2 separate regions of the Mus musculus genome follow, and region 1 is linked to region 2. A link is a contact called in public HiChIP or PLAC-seq data. All regions are on one chromosome and are shown on one strand. The core of a region is the stretch at or near the end of the contact, and the rest is flanking DNA. Distances in the headings are between cores, read along the strand shown.

Region 1 (5,137 bases), core at 1,167-3,666, 210 kb after region 2:
CCAAGGAAGCTAAAAAGAATGTCAGAGTCCCTGGGGTTGGAGTTACCAGAGGTCTTAAGCTGCCCAACAAGGGTGCTTGGAACCACATAGACCACTGGAAGAGCAGTAAACACTTTTTGTTGTTTATAAAAAGATAAAGAGGGAATTGGTGGAAGTGTGGTTAAGGTATGGGGGAAGGGGGTACCTCAGCTGGCCCATGCTGAGGCATCCCTTCCCCCTGAGGGAACAGCCACACAGTATAGTAGAGAATAGTTTATTCAGAGCCTGGGGAGGGGAGTTAAGGGGGTAGTAGAGGGGGCTGGAGAGATGGCTCAGCGGTTAAGAACACTGACTGCTCTTCCAGAGGTCCTGAGTTCAATTCCCAGCAACCACATGGTGGCTCACAACCATTTGTAATAGGATCCTACGTCCTCTTCTGGTGTGTCTGAAGACAGCGACAGTGTATTCACATACATAAAATAAATAAGATCTTTGAGGGGGAAAAAAAGAGAGAGGGTAGGAGAGACAGAGAAAGGCAGGGAGAGAGGGGGAGGGGTGGGGGGAGGGATGTGGGGGGAGGGGCTAGAGAACAGAGGGAGCAAGAAGGCAGGAGCAAGAGACAGTGGGGGGCCAGGCGGTGAGCAGCCCCTTTTATAGTGAGTCAGGCACACCTGGCTGTTGCCAGGTCACTGTGGGGTGGAGCCTAGACAGAATGCTAACACTTTTAACCACTGAGCTATTTCTCTAGGCCATGGAGTTTAAGAGTGTTTGTGTTCCTATGTGCAATGTGCTCAGGAGTGCAGGTTGTCAAGGTTTCCTGGTGTTGTCTCTGCTGGAGCTACAGTGATAGGGTCTTGTACTTGGGTCCCCTACAAAAACAGGACTTGGGGCTCTTAACCACCGAGACATCTTTCCAGTTCTTTTTGTTTTGTTTTGTTTTGAGACATGGCCTCACTACGTAGCCCTGGATGTCCTGGAAATCACTCTGTAGACCAGGATAGCCTCCAATTCACAGAGATCCCCCCTACCTCTGCCTCCCGAGTCCTAGGATTGAAGGTGTGCACCACAGTAGGCTTAGATTTCACAATCTTCCTGCTCCATCTCACAAGGGCAGGGACTGCACGTGTGCACCACACCATCTTCAAATTAAAACTTTAATTCATCCTCGTTATAAAAAAAATTTAAGTAGAAAGATAGCAAAACATGTCCTTTATGCCTCAGAATTTGCTACTTCTGGGCCAGCACTCAGAGGGCTCAGTGGGGGAAGGGACTTGTCCTCAGGCCTGACATGCCCAGTTTTAAGGACAGCATAATAAAGAACTAAGACTCAACAAGAGGGCAATGCTGACTTCCACGTGGGCTATAGGATGTTCATGTTCACACACACTCACACACACACACACACACACACTAAAATGTTGCTTTTTAAAGAATTTACCACTTCCCTAATGAATGCTCCGGTGCACTGGCCAGCAACACTTGAGGACAGGAGGCGTGGCTAGGCCTGCCTTAGTCCAAAACAGGCATTAATAAACAACTGGTGAAAAGAATCCTTTTAAAAACTTAAGCCTCCACACTTTACATTTTTAGACCCAGACTTCCGCTGCCCCACCCCAGTGGGACTACTAGAGACCCGCCAAAGCTTCCCCTTTTCCCACCTCCATTAAAGAACAAAAAGACATCCACTTCTGGGTCCTCAGAGTGTCTGGTTTGTATTTTAGCAGGGTCTTGGAAGGAAATGACTTTTCTCTGAAACCGTGGCCGCCCCACCCAGCTGTGGCATTCTTAGACCTCGGGGAAACAGGAAGCTCCGGCCTTGGGCCCTTCACGGTCCTCCTTCAGACTATTAAAGACTGTTAATAGGCCGGTAAAGGGACAGCTGCTGGTCATAAAGTCAGCCCGCTCCTTACAAGCTGAGCCGTGAGCCTCCCAGGCCAGAAGCCCGGCCTTCTCCAGGTGTGCTTACCTAGCCGGGGTGCCCAGGTGTAGGGTTTCTTCAGTGATGGCTCTAGGGACAAAACAGGGGAGACTGAAGCTGCTCTGTAGGGGGTGAGTCACCTCTCCCAGGAGAGGAACAATCACTTCTGGTTACCCTCCAAACGGAGGCAAAGTGGAGCAGAGAGGGAGACCAAAGGATCCCGGCTCCTCCCACGCACTTTTTTTTTTTTGGAGGGGGAGGGGGAGTCCTAGGATTTGCAGCTGCTGGGGAAGAGGCTGCAGTCTGCCAGCTGGAGGGACACACTAGGGGAGAGGTGTTGTCTTTTGCCAAGAAGGGCACTTGGTGTCTTGGCAGAAGGCAGAGGGCTGCCCCAATCTGTGTGTACATTTTCAGTAGCATTTGACTCTGGACCAAATGCTTGGCTGTGCTAGTGCTGTGGTGCTGGGTGGGAATGCTCGTTGGCCAGGCTGGCTGGAGGCTCCCACAGAGGGTGCTGGGCCTGGGCCAGGAGCTTCCCTTCAGCTGGCAAGTTGAGCTTTCTGTCACGGTCGGAGGGAGTGTGTCCAAATTCCAACTCCGAGCTTTCCAGAAGCCACTGCTGACTGCCATCTGTTTTGAAGAATGCTGCTTATTGGAATTTTTGGCCCAATGGGGAGTAAGGATGGTGACACCGAGCCAAAGTTACCTGGCTCAAGAATGCACAAACGCTGCGCAGCAGGGACACTGTCTTTCATTTATACAGGGTCTTATTCTGTAGCTGCCCTCAAGCTCACCTCAAGCCTCAGCATCCTGGAGTCATCCTTCCTCAGGGGCAGGGTTACTCTTAGTAACCACAGGGAGCCAGGAAGCAGGGCAGATGCTACAGTAGACAACCTTGGACTGACTTAGCTACAAGGTTCCCCCATCAAGGCTGTGGGGTAGGTGCCTCTGACTCATGCAAGTGTGATCTTTGAGAATGGAAAACCAGTCACCCTGGGTTACCCTTTTCCACCAGGTGTCATTACTCTCCACGACAGCTTCTATTCCGAGTTGTTCCCAGAGGTGGGGGGGAGGCTGTTTCCAATTGATCAAAGGAGGACTTTCCCATTAGACCACTTGTGAGCCTCCATTTATCTTTTGTTTAAGGTAGCCTCAAGATTTAAGGCCTAAATCACACCCCAGGGAAGAAGTCTCCTCCTTAATTTCAGAGAAGGCAAAAGCTCTGAAGGTGGCTTTAGATCATACAGCTGGAAAGTGAGGAATGGGAGCCAAGATTCAGACCCTGTGCTCTGATCCAAGTGGTGTTTATTACTGAAATTAGGGCCTCGTGTGCTTTACTACGGAGTTCTAGCCTCAACCCTCTATAATTTATAGAAACTAGTTCGGCAGAGGTAGGAGGATCTCTGAGTTCAAAACCAGCCAGATCTACATAGCAAGCAAGTTCTAGGACAGTCAGAGTTACACAGAGGGACCTTGTCTTAGCTCCCCTGACTACCCCTCCTCCAGAAAAAGGTAATTCATTGCAAAAGGAGTATTTAGATTTTCACAGTCTGTAGGATAGACACAGACACACACACACCAGTATCATAAAGAAAACTTCAGGGAGCTGGAGAGATGGCTCAGTGGTTAAGAGCACTGGCTGCTCTTCCAGAGGTCCTGAGTTCAATTCCCAGCAGCCACATGGTGGCTCACAACCATCTGCAATGGGATCTGATGCCCTCTTCTGGTGTGTCTGAAGACAGCTAGTGTACTCATATATAATATAATACATCTTTAAAAAAAAAAAAAAAGAAAACAACCACCTTCAGAAACCTCTCACTTAGAGCAGGCTGTCTGTCCCCTCTTCCTTCTGTCACTACACTGCACTGACTCCACCATCCTGAGTGGGGCAGGCTGTTGGCCTGTGCTTTGATCAAACATTTAAATTTATCCACCAGGCCAGGCAGGGGTGGCTCACACTCAGTGGTGGGCCTAGTACTCAAGAGGCAGAGGCAGATGAATCTCTGAGTTCAAGGCCAGCCTGGTCTACATAAACTTGGTCTACAGAGTGAGTTCCAGGACAACCAGGGCAATGTAGAGAAACCAACCTTCTCTCAAAAAACAAGAAGACAGACTTACACGTGGATCAGTAGTAGGTTTAAGATTGCCTAGTACTTGTGGACTAGGGAGATCTGAGACCCCTGCACTGAGCACTGAAGTTACTCCCCTACACCTGCCCCGCCCAGGATGAGAAGGGGCGCCTGTGCTCCCATTTTCCCTTCTTAGCTGGCCCCCAGAGAGACCCAGAGATCCTACTGCACAGTGCTCTCCGGAGTGTGCGGGCTGTCCCAGCCAGGGTGTCGTCTTAGAGCTTTCATTCCTTGACACTCCAGGTCAAGTCCAAGGCAGGAAGTTGCAATGGAGAATTAGTCCCAGAAGCCAGTAGGTCAGGAAGTAGACCAGAACGCATCTTGTGACTGGAGAGCATCTCTTCCAATCGTAGAAGAGTTTCATGAGACAGTTTCTGGGGGCCTTCTGTCCTGGTGGGGACTTCTCCTGAGGAAGCTTCCCAGGCTCTGTGTCCACACACCTCAGCAGCGGTTCTTGATCCTGAAGCAGGTGAGCTGGAAACCAGTACATGATAGGAGTGGAAGAGGCCAAAAACCGCGTGAGAACCTAGAAAAGCCATGTTGGTTGGAGCATCAGTGATGTGGCTGGGTCAATCATGGCCTGACAACGAACAACATCCCACTGGGAAAGCAAGTTCAGCAAAAGCTGCAGATCTGCCTAATACCGAGAATGTTATTAATCTGCCGATGCCAGACAAACCTCGTGTTCCCAACAACCAGTCTCAGTGGAATTACCACACTAACGGGCCAACCAATACTAAAAGGTCTCTCTGAGGTCTAATTTTACCCACAGTCTCTACATTTTAGTCTGCTTTGGAAGTAGGAACCTGGAGGCTCCTTATCAGAAGGGCTGAGAGCAGGGAGAAGCAGCAGGACTCGGTTCCTCTTAGTTCAACCTTTCCCATCTCACAAGAGTTTGGAGCCAAGTCTCCAAGCATTCTCTCTCACCTGCTTGCACAGTCTGAGCCTGCCTGGCACTCACTTCAAAGCTGATCCCGTCGGTCGCAGATACAGATTACGATTCTTTTATCTCCCTAACTACATGGCTCAAAGAACAGCACAAATAGACAGAACCGGTCAGTGTAAGAACAAGACTTCCTTGGAGACAGCCAAGAACTTCAAAACTGGACAT
Region 2 (5,356 bases), core at 430-2,929:
ACCTGTCCTAGGTCCCGCCCACCTTACAGCATCATGGCTATAGCTCCACCTCTTCCCTGGCCATTGTGGATGTAGTCATCTGGCTCAGCTGGACCAATCTGATTCTTTTTACCAGTAAACTGGAGCAGTGGTGAGGTGTGAGGTGTCTCGAGTGTGTTCGTGTAGTATGTATATGTGTGTGCTGGTGTATTCATGTGTGTGCGGGTGGACATATGGGGGTGGACACTTGGACATGTGTATAGGTGTGCACGGAGAGACCAGAGAAAAACCTTACAGCAGGTGTCATTCCTCAGGAGATGTCCACCTTTTTTTTTGGACAGGGTCTCTCATGAAGTTTGCCAAGAGCTAGGCTGGCTCACCAGAAAGCCCTTGGGATCCAGCTGTCCCCACCTCTCCAGCACTGGGGTTACAAGTGCCCACCGTTAAGCCTGGCCTCCTTTCCTTCTGAACACAGTATGGTGGTTTGAATATGCTTGGCCCAGGGAGGGGCACTCTTAGGAGGTATGGCCTTGTTGGAGAAAGTGTGTCTCTATGGGAGTGGACTTTAAGACCCTCTTCCTAGCTGCCTGCAAGCCAGTCTTTCTCCTATTTGCCTTCAGACCAAGATGTAGAACTCTTGGCTCCTGCAGCACCATGTCTGCCTGGATGCTGCCATGCTCCCACCTTGATGTTAATGGACTGACCCTCTGAACCTGTAAGCCAGCCCCAGTTAAACGTTCTTATAAGAGTTGCCTTGGTCATAGTGTCTCTTCACAGTCATGGAAACGCTAACTAGGACACACAGATTCTGGGTATTGAACTCAGGTCCTCACTGCTTGAAGGCAAGCTCTCTGCTGACTGAGCTACAACTGCAGCCTGAGTCTGTAGTACCATGGACCCCAGCTGTCAAGGTCCCCACCCTTCCTGAATCTTGGCTCTTCAGCTTCTTGTGACACACTCTGTCACCCCTCCTTCAGGTGACTTGACCCCTGTCACTGGCCTCCAGATGAACTGTAGCAGGCCAGCAGAGAGAGCCCAGAACAGTTAGTGAGTCAATGGCTTTGCTGAACAGCTGCCACACCTGGGTGGTAGTTGGAACTCACTGCCTGAGTAAAAGGGATACTTTTACAAGAAGTAAAGACTGGGGGGATAGGGGACAGGAAGAAGAGAGTCACTGGCGGTTGGCAGCTTCATCCCTCTTCAGAGTCCCAAGCTGGAAGCAGACATGGCTCAGAGCACTCAGATGGTTCTAGAAGGTCTATGAGCTTCTCTCTCATTCCTAATGATTTACATAAAAGCTAGCATGGCTGCCAGGATGCAAGAAAGTTCCAGTAACCCCTTGACATGTCCTTCCCACTAAATAGCAATGAAGTGGTTGGCCAAAAAGATACAGCAGGAGTGAAGGCTTGTGATAGTCAGGGTTAAACTATGAAGGAGACTGGGGCTTCGACCTCCCCGCCTGGGGCAACTGCCTTTCAGGGAAGCCAGGCGTTTTGTGAGGACGCACAAGCTACAACACCTGACCATGAAGCCAGGAATTGAGGCCACCTGCTCAGCATCAAGCTGCCAACCCTGGGAGTGGACAGTCCTCTGAGGAGACCCTCAAATCTTCAGGCAGCAGCAGATCTGACTCACATCTGATCACAACTCTGAGAGATCATGAGTTGCAGGCACGCAGCTGTGGCACTCCTGGAGTCATGCTGAGTCAGAGAAGCCATGTGCCACCGTCCTCTGTGCACAGTGTGGAATAGTCTGTGCCCTAACTCTAGTAACTAATACAGTCGAGACTCAGAAGGTGCTGGAATCTCTAGAAAGCAGTCACAGGTGGGGGGGGGGGGATGGAATAAGGCTGTGAGACTCAGACTTGCCTCCCTGGGACTTCAGGAGCCAAGGAGAGCCACACCTACTCCACAGTTTCTCCTGCGTTGGGGAGGAGAGGGAGAGAAGGGAGCCTAACCAGTCAGAACAGCCGCTAAATCTCGCCTCCTCTGCTGTGTTCATCCTTAAGAGGAGCCCAAATCAATCAACGACCCTTTTTATATTCAGGTTACCAGGGTTTCTGACAGGTTCACACCGATGGTAAGGAGTCTGCCTGGCCCCCAAAGATGCCAGCCAATGTAGTCTTTCCAAGCAGAGAAAGCACAGTGGCAGAACACCTGCCTCCGTGTGCGTGAGGTCGTGGGTTCAATTCCCAGTGCTGCAAACAAAAGCAAACCACAAAGGAGCCAGGGCTCTGGCCCAGGGCCGTCCTCCTGTGCTCCATCAGGGAGGGAAGTGAGCGCCGGGCTGCGCTCAGCACATGCGCACTGTAGACCAGCACCATTTCCCTCATGGAAAGGTAAGCACAGAGAATTTTAGGATTCTTTGTCTCCTGCCTACTTCCTGATCCTCCATAAGTCTTATTTTGTTTTGGTGTGTGCGCGCACACTTAAACAGACTCTAAATCTATAACCCGGTGTGGAACTCATTATGTAGCTCAGGTTGACCTCAGACTTACAGCAATTCTCCTGCCTCAGCTACCTGAGTGCATGACCCACTCCACCTGAACGCTTCACGCTCACCCGCTCTGTTCCATTGGGCCTTTCTTCCTAAGAGTTCTTAGAGACATTACCTTCCTCTCGCCCAGAGCTTCCCTTCCCAAATTATTCCACTCGTTTCCCCACTAGCCATTCTCCCTTTGGGAAATTCCTGAGGCTCGGCCACAGCACTGGGGGTGGGACTCGCCCTAACTCACTCCGTCTCCATGGTGGGAAAGCCCTGTCCAGTCCCCCCAGGGAACTAGTGCCTCCTTTAGGAAGACCGCACTCCACAGCTATCCTCAGACCCTGTGAGGACCCCATCACAGACCTCATCTTGTGATTGTGTGTGTGTGTGTGTGTGTGTGTTAGAGTCGCTAGGGAACACACCCAGACACCAAATTCTCAGCACAAAGGAAGTTTATTACCCCAGAGGGACAAGCAAGGGGCGTGCCGCCTCTGGATCAGACCACGGCAGTAGCAGGTGTGTCTGCAGAAATAGTTTTTAATGAGGGAAGGGGAAGTCTGTGCTAAGACCTGATTGGACAGCTTAGCTGGTGTAGGCAAAAAATGAATGTTGATAGCTGGGCCTTGGTGTTTAGTCTCAAGAATGAATAGGTGGCTAAATAAGGGAATAGACCTTGGGGGCAAGCTTTAGGAATGTAATCTCGTGGTTTAGCAAGGCAGAGGGAAGGGCCAAAGCAGACAGCGCCATGTTTGCCATGATTGGGCCTGTTAGAGAGCCCTTCAATGATGGCCGCCCACTGCCCCTGTTGGTGCCCCCATCCCTGGGCTGGCTGAGGAAGGCATTTTACTCCAGTACACTCTGCCTGCTAAATTGAGGTGGGTGGAGTCTGAGATGTTCCTGCAGCCTCTGGGAAGCTGGGCAGATCCCGAGGAGCTAATTTTTCATGCTGTGGAGCTCAGAGGAAGTTCAAGGACAGGACAGGGCAAGCAGATGGTGAGACACAAGGAACATTCCAGCCATCTTCTGACCTCAGACGTGATAGCTCACGCCTGCAATCCCAGCACTGGGAAAGCTAGGCAGGAGGCAATATTGCCATGTCTGTGAGTTGTGGGCCAATGTAGTGAGGGCATCTCCCACAGTCTGGACAGCCCTTGAGGAAGGGGAGAGGAAGCTACTTAATACCTGTGAAGTCAGGAGGGCTTGAGGGAGGTTATGGAATTAAAGTCTGTTAGTCAACCTCCAATGAGAATTTTCCAGAAAGAGAGACCGCAAGGAGGCAGGTGGAGGGGGAGTGTGTAACACGGTGAGATGACAGAATTCAGCCACTTGCAGCGAGTGGGCACCTGCTCTCTCTAGGGAAGCGCAGGCAGGAGCTGAGGGCACGGAGAACACGGAAAATGTGACACGTCCATCTGCATGTTTCTGGTACTTAAAAGAATGACTGAGTCCGTGATCAGTCAGATTCGTGGCCCTGCGTCATTCTGCAGTCATGCAACCAGACTCGTGGAGGTCAGCAAGGGTCAAAATTTAGGTGGGCTCACGAGGTACCACTGCATGAATTCCAACCGCAACAGCCGAGCATCTGTCAGAGCGCCACCTGCTGGCTGATACTGACTGTGGCCAGAATTGAAAGTTTGTTGCCTGAATGGGGAAGGGGACTCCCTTCAAATGACCTGTCCCACTAAAAAATAACTAGTGCTTGATTCATCCTGACCCTCCTGAGGGTCAGCCAACATAAACAACAAACGAAAGAAGGGGGTGTTGTGGTGTGTGCCTATAATCCCAACCCTTGGGAGGTAAAATCAGGAGGGATCATGATTTCAAGGCCAGCCTAGGCTACATAGTGAGGCTATTCCTAAAGCAAAAATAAAACAGTCATACGCCTTGCAACAGGCAAAAAGGTCTCCCGGTGCCTGTTCTCCTGGAGAAAGGTTGAACATTAGTGACCTTCAATGCTTCATTCTCTAGAGGAGGGGGTGTGCTCTGGGTTGGCTGACTCTATAACTGTGTAGGGATAAAACCAACTTATGGAAAACCTATGGTGGATAGAGAGGGTGGATGGGTTAGCTGTTAAGAGCACTGGATAGTCCTGGAGAGGACCAGAAATTGTTTCCCAGCACTTATGGGCAGCTCCCACTACCTGTAGCTCCACTTCCAGGGAATCTGCTGCCTGCCCCCTTCTGGTCTCCACTGGCACGTCATACATTCCTACACATAACACACACACACACACACACACACACACACACAGAAAAACCTTTTTTTTTTTTAAATCGTAATGTGCCAGGAGATGGTTGCACACACCTTTAATCCCAGCACTTGGGAGGCAGAGGCAGACAGATCTCTGAGTTCGAAGCCAGCCTGGTCTACAGAGTGAGTTCTAGGACAGATAAGACTACATGGAGAAACCTTGTTTTCATGGATGGATAGATAGATAACAATTTAAACGACTCCTCTTTAGGAGAAATAACACTTATTGGAAAGGTCAAGTTCACATTTAAAATTATCACATTGTCTTTCTGGCTCCTTATTAACGAGCAAATTCACAAAAGTCTTTGGCATGGGCTCACTGTTTTATTTGTATAAGGGTTTTGAGTTAACCTTATTGGAAATTATGTTTGTTTTAATACAGGTGTCGTGACACACACCTGTAATCTCAGAATTTGGAGGTCAAAGCAGAAGGCATGGGAGTTCGAGGTCATCCTCAGCTAAGAAGGGAATTTGAGGCTAGCCTGGGGTACATAAGATTCTGTCTCACAAAACTGAAAAGAAAGAAAGCCAGGTGTGGTGGCGCACACCTTTAATCCTAGCACTTGGGAGGCAGAGGCAGCCGGGACTACAGAGTGAGTTCCAGGACAGCCAGGGCTACACAGAGAAACCCTGTCTCAAAAAA

The links. HiChIP or PLAC-seq counts read pairs in DNA pulled down with a chosen protein or histone mark.
Region 1: a contact with region 2 is called in an HNF4G HiChIP or PLAC-seq map of pancreatic cancer cells. The contact joins two enhancer-like sites. A contact is called at or near these places in 3 of 115 datasets of contacts at active chromatin or transcription factors (bone marrow-derived macrophages, memory CD8 T cells and pancreatic cancer cells) and 1 of 9 other capture datasets (adipose tissue).

Annotation. Positions count from the first base shown.
Region 1 is chr4:133,658,240-133,663,376 of GRCm38.p6, forward strand. It overlaps Pigv (phosphatidylinositol glycan anchor biosynthesis, class V), which reads right to left. Exons shown (of 4, transcript NM_178698.5): 4 at 3,186-4,552. The coding sequence ends at 4,271. Among named protein-coding and RNA genes, the nearest start is that of Pigv, 12 kb to the right of the region's middle. Within about 2 kb of position 2,417, at least 348 of the 459 cell types and tissues checked have an H3K27ac peak or open chromatin away from gene starts, as enhancers often do. A contact at or near this core is called in pancreatic cancer cells, where this site is marked.
Region 2 is chr4:133,445,907-133,451,262 of GRCm38.p6, forward strand. No RefSeq gene overlaps it. Among named protein-coding and RNA genes, the nearest start is that of Gm42322, 8.2 kb to the left of the region's middle. Within about 2 kb of position 1,680, at least 44 of the 459 cell types and tissues checked have an H3K27ac peak or open chromatin away from gene starts, as enhancers often do. A contact at or near this core is called in pancreatic cancer cells, where this site is marked.